2 separate regions of the Mus musculus genome follow, and region 1 is linked to region 2. A link is a contact called in public HiChIP or PLAC-seq data. All regions are on one chromosome and are shown on one strand. Each heading gives the region's core, a stretch centred on a gene start, on an enhancer-like site or on the middle of the called end of the contact. The rest is flanking DNA. Distances are from core to core; before and after follow the strand shown.

Region 1 (3,873 bases), core at 973-3,472, 170 kb before region 2:
TCAAACTTCCAGACCAGACAAAACAAACATTTGGAAAAAGAGACAAAGAGACAGAAAGACAGAGAGACAGAAAGACAGGAAGACAGAGGAAAACACCCGAGGAAAGACATTACTTTTTGTTGTGTATATGTATGCATGGTATGTATACCTGTACATATGTTCAACCTATATAGCTACACATACTTATACATGAATGTGGAGACCAGAGGTTGACATCAGGATTGCTTCCAGGATTGCTTTGTGTGAGATATGTATATATCAAGGCAGGGTCTCTCGCTTGAATTCAGAGCTCAACAATTTCACTAATCTAGTTAGCCATCTTGCTCTTTGGATCCCCTGTCTCCACCTCTCTAGCACTGGGATGACAGGAGAGCAGCCTCACCCTTGTGTTCACTACGATGCTGAGGATTCGAATTCTGGTCCTCACTCATTCTTTCACAACTAGCACCTCATCCATCTGGACCATCTGCAGCCCCCAAGCCATTACTTTTGTTAGACTCAGCAGGAGGAGTGAGTACCAAGGCACGAGCCTTACATCTGCATTTAAGCATAAAGAATACTAAATGGGTGGAGGTAAGGCCTGTATTACCATCACTGAGAGTGCTCACTGTCAGTGGGTGTCCTTCCCAAGGTTACATAAGGCAGCTTACAGGATCTACAGCAACCTGTAACCTTACACACTTCTGTTTGTGACACTCCCACTACCTAGAATGCCATTTCTCTTTCCTGTGGCCTTACAACTCTTATCACCTATTAACCTTCATACACAGGTCTCTTCTCGGTGACATTTATTGAATCAGTGATTTCCCCTTCACTGGAAATCAGCCCCTGTGGATACTCAACTTTCTTCTCTGCCCTTGTGCTGTAGGAACTAGCTTCCTTCATCTTCTACAGTCTGGTACCTCTCAGCATCTCAAGTGTCCCCTTGATGCCCAGCCCATGGTTGCTTCCCATCTGTGGAGCAGGGTTCAGGTCAGGATTTTTCTGTAGCCCTGGCTATCCGGAACTTGCTCTGCAGACCAGGCTGGCCTCAAACTCAGAGATCTGCCTGCCTCCGTCTCTGTCTCCTGAGTGCTGGGATTGAGATTAAAGGCATGGACCCACTGTTCAGCTCTAGGCCATACTCAGAGAGAGACAGAGTCAGAGAGAGAGACAGAGAGGAAAAGAAAAGACATTTGTTTGCAGAGTTTCCCTGGGACGAATAGCAACAGAGTAGAGCCAGGCAGTGACTTGTTTCCTCTGAGCAAGCAGTACCCATGCTTGGGTTTAATTTAGGCTCTGCTTTTCATGTCTTAAAAGGACTTTCCCATGACAGACTCAAGACCTGAAGTCCTGTGTAGTCAGCACAGCTACGGAGAGATGAGTGGTGAGATGCAGCCAAGTGTGCCGGCCCCTGACCTCCTCCTGCTTCTATACGGGGTTGGAGAATTTTGCAGCCCTGAGCTTTGGCATTTTGTTCCCAGCTCGCTCAGTGGATAAGGCATGCCCATGTAGGGTACAGCAGTCTCCGGCCTTTTTGCAATGGGATGTTGGCTCACACCTGTGATTGTGTGTGCTTGGTTTGGGTGTACATGGCTGTGATTGTGACTATGGTAACAGTGAGTCTGTTAGAACACACATCTAAGTTTTCAAGAGCATGTACATATGTCCTAGAGTGTGTGTATCTCTAGTATGATATTTATATGAGCAGTGTCTGTGCTCTGTTCACATGAGTTATGCTTATCTCTGTGTGTGCTTGAATGGGGGAGCATTCTCATGGATGCTTCTGCCTCACTGGGTACCTACCTCTGCTAAACGTATGGCCATCCAAAGAATGTCATCAGCCCTCTTTGGGTTCCTTAGAACAATGGCTTCGTCTTGTCCCCAAATCTTAACATTGCCACCGCATGAAACAGATTCCAATGGCTTGTTATCTCTTCCTTCTCCATCCTGTGAGAGGGTGAGAGAGTGGAGGAAGGCCACAGAGCCCATGCTAGGACCTTTCTCCTTGTTGATTGCTAGGACCTTTCTCCTTGTTGATTCCATTTCATCTTGGTACTCTTTTGTATCAACCAGGCTCCTGGGAGCCACGGGAGCCCTTGGCCTTCCAAATGACATCATTTGGAAACTATTATAAGGTCTAGCTAGCAAAATGTGAAGCTCACTTGAGAAAGCCGGAGTTGCCTCCCCACAGTCCCACATCTCAGGACAGAATTGACATTCCGGGCATGGTTTGCATTCCCTTCCTCTTTGTCTCCCTGCTCCCCACCCCTTCCAGGACCACCCATTTGCTCTAGCAGACAGACTGCTGCTATGAGCAAAGCCACCCTCCCTTGATGCTCTGGGGAAGCCTAGTCCTCTCTGATTCTGACTCTCTTACCTTCCTTCTCCCAGTCTTTGTGTTTGGTTTGGTTCTATTGTTTTGTTTTGACTTGGGGTGCTGGAGGCTTGATCTCGGACTTTGCAAACCCCAGGCTAAAGCTCTACCCCTCCCTCCCTTCCCTCCTCTCGCTATTCCTCCCTCCCTCCCTCTGACCTAGCATCTTCTGCCGACACTCTGGATGTTCAGCATCTTTTCTGATGAGCTTTTGTTACTCGGGAAGGTTCATCCTGACTTACCTGGAGGAGAGACCTTCCTCATTATGTTGCCCTTTGCCCCTCTGATCTCAGCTCATCTCCTTTCCCTAACACAGGCTCCATGGGAAAAGGAGGGAGATGCAGTCTAATCAGAGCAGTATAGCCAAACTACTTCCTTCCGTGGTTCCAGCTTCTTTTTCACCAGAGAGGTTCTGGCCTTGTTTGAGTCTTCCCTCCTATGGAAGAAGGAGAGTCTGGACAAGGGACCCAAACGGCATGACTGATCTGCCCTGTCCCCCGCTGTCTCCACTTCCCACCAGCCAAGCCATAGCTAAAAGGGTGATCAAACATTTCTCTGCCGGAGACAGGATCCCTCTGTGCGCTCTTTTCCACGCTGGCTGGCTTCCCTCTTGCCTTTGAGGAGAGGCTGCTTATTGGACAAAGACCTAAAAATTCCTGCCTGGGATTTAGCCATGGCTGTGACCTTCCCCTGGCCTTAGGAAGAGCGTCTCTGACAGTCACTGCGCTTAGTGATTCTTTAGAGATGAAAGCGAGGATTTTTCTTCCCACTTAGGAATTGAAGGACCAGCTCATTTTTATTTTATTATTTGTATGTCTATTGTGTGTGTGTGTGTGTGTGTGTGTGTGTGTGTCTATATGTGGAGGCCAGATGGATCCCCTGGCAATGAAATCACTTGTAGCTGTGAGTTAACTGGTGTGGGTGCTGGGAACTGAACTCATGTCCCTTGGAAGAGGAACAAGTGCCTTTAACCTCTGAACTAACTAACTAACTCTCTCTCTCTCTCTCTCTCTCTCTCTCTCTCTCGCCCTAGAAGACCAATTCTTGATCCCTTCTTCCATGGATGATCAAGACCTGAAAAGGAAGAACCAGGGCTGAGGTGTAGCTGGGCAGTAGGCTTCCCGCTTTAGCATGCTCACGAGGCCCTGGGTTCCACCCCCAGCGTGCAAATTTAAGTCAAATTAGAAATAAAACATAAGGCACTAGTAGAATGCTCTGTCAACCCATTTCTTGTTGAAAGCCCTTGTCCCAACCTATCCCTTAGACATGAATCTTATGTCCCCTGAAATTAGAACCTCTCACCTTTATGCAGATGTGTGTAGAGTTAGCTTTGCCATGTGTTAAAGGAAACAAAATGTCTTCCATTAGGGCTTCTTTGCAGCTTTGGTTGACTTCCCTGACTTCAGGGAGACCGTGGCCCATTGTTGTCCCAACCAGGACAGAACAGAGGTATTGCTGGCACAGTTTGGCTGGGAATGAGGACACATGCTGGCAAAAGAGCCCATGCCTCCTCTGTC
Region 2 (3,766 bases), core at 399-2,898:
GTGCTGGGATTGAAGGCCTGTGCCACCACGCCCGGCTCTTTTCTATTGCTGTGATGAAACACCATGACTCAAAAGCAAGTTGGAGAGGAAAGGGTTTTATTTGGCTTACATTTCCACCTCATGGTTCATCACTGAAGGAAGTCAGGACAGGAACTCAAACAGGGCAGGAAACCTGGAGGCAGGGCTGATGCAGAGGTCATGGAGAGGAGCGGCTTACCTGCTTGTTCCTCGTGGCTTGCTCAGCCTTCTCTCTCTGTCTCTCTCTCCTCTCTCTCTTTTCTCTCTCTCTTATTTTCTTTCTTTGTTATTTTTTCTCTCTCTCATTTTCTTTTTTTAAAAAGATTTATTTATTTATTATATGAAAGTACACTGTAGCTGTTTTCAGACACACCAGAAGAGGGCGTCAGATCTCATTACGGGTGGTTGTGAGCTACCATGTGGTTGCTGAGATTTGAACTCAGGACCTTCAGAAGAACAGTCAGTGTTCTTAACTGCTGAGCCATCTCTCCGGCCCTCTTTCTCATTTTCTTTCTCTTTCTTTTTGTTCTTCCTTTTCTTTCTTTCTTCCTCCCTCCCTCCCTCCTCTCTCTCTCTCTTTTCTCTCTCTCTGACTCTCTGTCTCTCTCTCCTCTCTCTCTTTTCTCTCTTTCTTATTCTTTCTTTCTTTTTTTCTTTCTTTCCTTCTTTCTTTCTGAAATAGGGTTTCTCTTTGTAGCCTTGACTGTCCAGGAGCTCACTCTGTAGACCATTAACCTTTCTTATGGAACACAGGACCACCAGTCCAGGGGTGGCACTACCCGAAATGGGATGGATCCTCCCATATCAACCACTAATTCAGAAAATGCCCTACAGGTTTGCTTATAGCTCCATCTTAAGGAAGCATTTTCTCAATTTAGGTTCCCTCCTCTCAGGTGACTTAAGCTTGCATCAAGTTCACATAAAACTAGCCAGGACACTGGTGGTGGTGGTGGTGGTGGTGTGTTTTCTAATCCAGCTTTCAAGTCTCAGCACCCCACCAGGCTACACCTCTCTCAAAGCTGGAGGTCCCTCCATCATGTGCAGACCAGTTTCCCCTGAGCCACTACAGCTGTTTGTCAACACCATGACCCAGTCAAGAGCCCAGAAAATTCTCATGCATGGGACTCAGACAAACACCTCCATTAATACACAGTCCGAGTTGGTTGGCAGCCTGGGAGTTTGGATTTTCAATTTGGTGTGAAGATTCGTGTCCGTGTGGAATCTATGACACTTCTCTTCCCAGCCATGAAAGGGAGGGTTTTAGTGTTTGCTGGAGCCTAGAATCCCATAACGTGTTTCGTGCCAGGGTGATTTTGCTGTTTATATGTCCCGGTTGGTGAGGCTTTTTGTTGAGTTTGTTTTGCAGTGCTGAGCACGGACAAATGCTTTATGCCGAACGAGTGCCCTGCCACTGAGCCACCCTGCCAGCCCCGTGTCCCAGGAGTTAGGTCTTTCTGCTTTAAGCTGGAAGGACCGAAGGGAAGGCTTGGATGCCCATATTTGGACAGCAGCTAAGCGGACTCAGAGACTTTTCATCCCCCAGCTGCCCCCCTGCCCTAGCTGGTTATGTCAGTGGTCATCCATGAGTGACCCACCCTGGGAGACTGTGCAGAATGTGGGGCTTTAGTTGCTTTCTCATTCTGCCTTACAGTGTCAGGTTTCACCGATGCAGGCAGGCGAGCAGGCAGGCAGCCGTATCCCCAGGGTTCTTTATCTTATCTTCCCATTCATGTTTGCCTTCTAGTTCTCTACGCAGACCCCGGCAGGCAGGACAAAGCTGCCGCCACCGAGGCAGTAGGTTGGGCACTGTCTTACCTTCCAATATGTGCAAGGAGCTGGTCACATGTCATCTTCACAGCAATGTCACCTTGCTTGGGACCTCAGCCTCTACTTAGAGATAAGGACACTAAGCCCCACTTGCCAGTAAGAATTTGGCCTAAGGTTATTTGATTGCCGTTCAGACTCAAACATATTGACACCAGTCTTCTTCTAGCAGTCATTGCAACTTGCGTCCGGGGCTGTGTTTGAACATGTGTGTATGTAGCTGTGTGCACACATGTGTATGTATGTATACGTGCATGTGTATCTGTGTATTTTTGATAGCATTTTATGTATGTGTGTGTGCATGTGTGTGTTCATGCATATGTACTTGTGGGTATATATGCTATGTGCTTATTTATGGCTACATATGTGTGTGTCTGTGTATGCACATATATCTGTGGCTGTAAACTATTATGTGTGTATGTGCTATAGTGTGCTTGTGGTTGCACGCATATGTGCATGATGGTATGGTTGTGTGTTTCTGAGCATGGACTGCGCATGCGTGTCCCACTTGGCAAGGCTGTCTTTTCTATTCCTGTAGCTCCTCTTGGAGTATGTTCTCTAACTTACTGGACAAAGTCCTTTTGATGGCTGGGCTCCTTAAAGTGAGCACAGTGAGAACCCTGTTCCCCTTTTCCCCACCCCCTGCCCCAGGCTCCGGGCCTCAACTTACAGGGCTAAATGGCCCACTGGCTGCCAAGGTGGCCTCGGGCCTCACAGGTGAGTGCTGGCATGCTACAGAGAGCAAACGCCAGCACAGAATACATACTTTGTCTCCACAATGAGACTGCCTATGGCTGGACATAAGGAGGCACACAGCAATCCTGGAAGGACACCAAGCAGGAAAGAATGGCTGTCTCCATAGACCAGCCATTTCCAGACCTCACAGACTTAGAACAGGAAGGAAGTCAGATGCAGGCAGAGTCATCCCCTATGACAAAGGGTTGCCCCCACCCGAATCCCAATCTGAGGCCCACATCCCAGTATGCCCAGCCCATAGTAGCAGTCCCATGGTGCTGGCCGTTTCCTGCCTCATTCAAAGGTGCTGATCAGAGCAGTGAAGCAATACCAGAGCCTTGTGTGTGCTATGGCCTCTCAGAGTGCGGCTGTCTCTAGTGAGCTGTGGAGAGGGGAAAGTCATGGGAACGGGAGAGAGAAGCAGATGGAGAGAGCAGGAGAGATGAAAAAAAGAGGAAGGAGAAGGAAGAAAAGGAGGAGGAGGAAGAGGAGGAGAAAAAAAGGAGGAAGGGTTAGGGAAAGGAGGAAGAGGGTGCTGGGTTTATCCAAGGACCCCAAAGTGGTGAGGCACTTTTCAGTTTCTTCCATGTGGGCAGTGTTTCCTATGATGTCTTAGGAAGCAAGATGGTGGCACAGGACTGGGAGGAGATGCAGCTAACAGTCTGGCGCTGCAGACCTGCACAGCAGCAGCACTTCTCGATACTCTGTGGCCCAGCAGGAACCTCCCTCCCTTGAACCTAGCCGATTCTAGTTGGGGGGCTGGGGGTGCAGTTGGCAGAGGCTGACTCCAATCTCTGGCTTTATCTTCCCGACACATTGAAACCATCAAGCGGAGGCCTGATGCAGAGGCCTCGATGTTGGGTAGTCTGGAGGAACACTGAGTTCATCCAAAGCAGCCGTGCCTCCTGCATTCCCCACTCAACGGGGAAGAGGGGCAGGGCTTCACGGTGCTCCAGTGGCAGGCCTTGCAAGCTATTGAGCTATTGTCTCTGAGATGTGTTGAGGCCAACGTCCCTTCGGACCCTCCCGCTTTACCCTCCTCTCCCAAAGGGAACTTCTGTTGCTGTTATTTGCAACAGTGAGTGGCTACTCCCCCCCCCCCCCCCCCCCAACCAAGCTATCCCATCAAAAGCAGCACCCTTCAGTGCTTTGAGTTCAGGAGAAGCCAAATCAAAAGCAAACCCTGAAT

The links. HiChIP or PLAC-seq counts read pairs in DNA pulled down with a chosen protein or histone mark.
Region 1: a contact with region 2 is called in an H3K27ac HiChIP or PLAC-seq map of extraembryonic endoderm stem cells. The contact joins two enhancer-like sites. A contact is called at or near these places in 2 of 39 promoter capture datasets (embryonic stem cells and neutrophils), 1 of 484 Hi-C or Micro-C datasets (embryonic stem cells), 7 of 115 datasets of contacts at active chromatin or transcription factors (embryonic stem cells, epiblast stem cells, extraembryonic endoderm stem cells and 1 more) and 3 of 9 other capture datasets (adipose tissue, liver and pancreatic islet).

What each region holds. Positions count from the first base shown.
Region 1 is chr8:27,233,075-27,236,947 of GRCm38.p6, reverse strand. Gm45470 (a long non-coding RNA gene) reads right to left here. Exons shown (of 3, transcript XR_001778544.2): 1 at 2,599-3,873; 2 at 1,786-1,929. Among named protein-coding and RNA genes, the nearest start is that of Adrb3, 5.4 kb to the right of the region's middle. Within about 2 kb of position 2,222, at least 38 of the 459 cell types and tissues checked have an H3K27ac peak or open chromatin away from gene starts, as enhancers often do. A contact at or near this core is called in extraembryonic endoderm stem cells, where this site is marked.
Region 2 is chr8:27,059,978-27,063,743 of GRCm38.p6, reverse strand. No RefSeq gene overlaps it. Among named protein-coding and RNA genes, the nearest start is that of Plpbp, 19 kb to the right of the region's middle. Within about 2 kb of position 1,648, at least 32 of the 459 cell types and tissues checked have an H3K27ac peak or open chromatin away from gene starts, as enhancers often do. A contact at or near this core is called in extraembryonic endoderm stem cells, where this site is marked.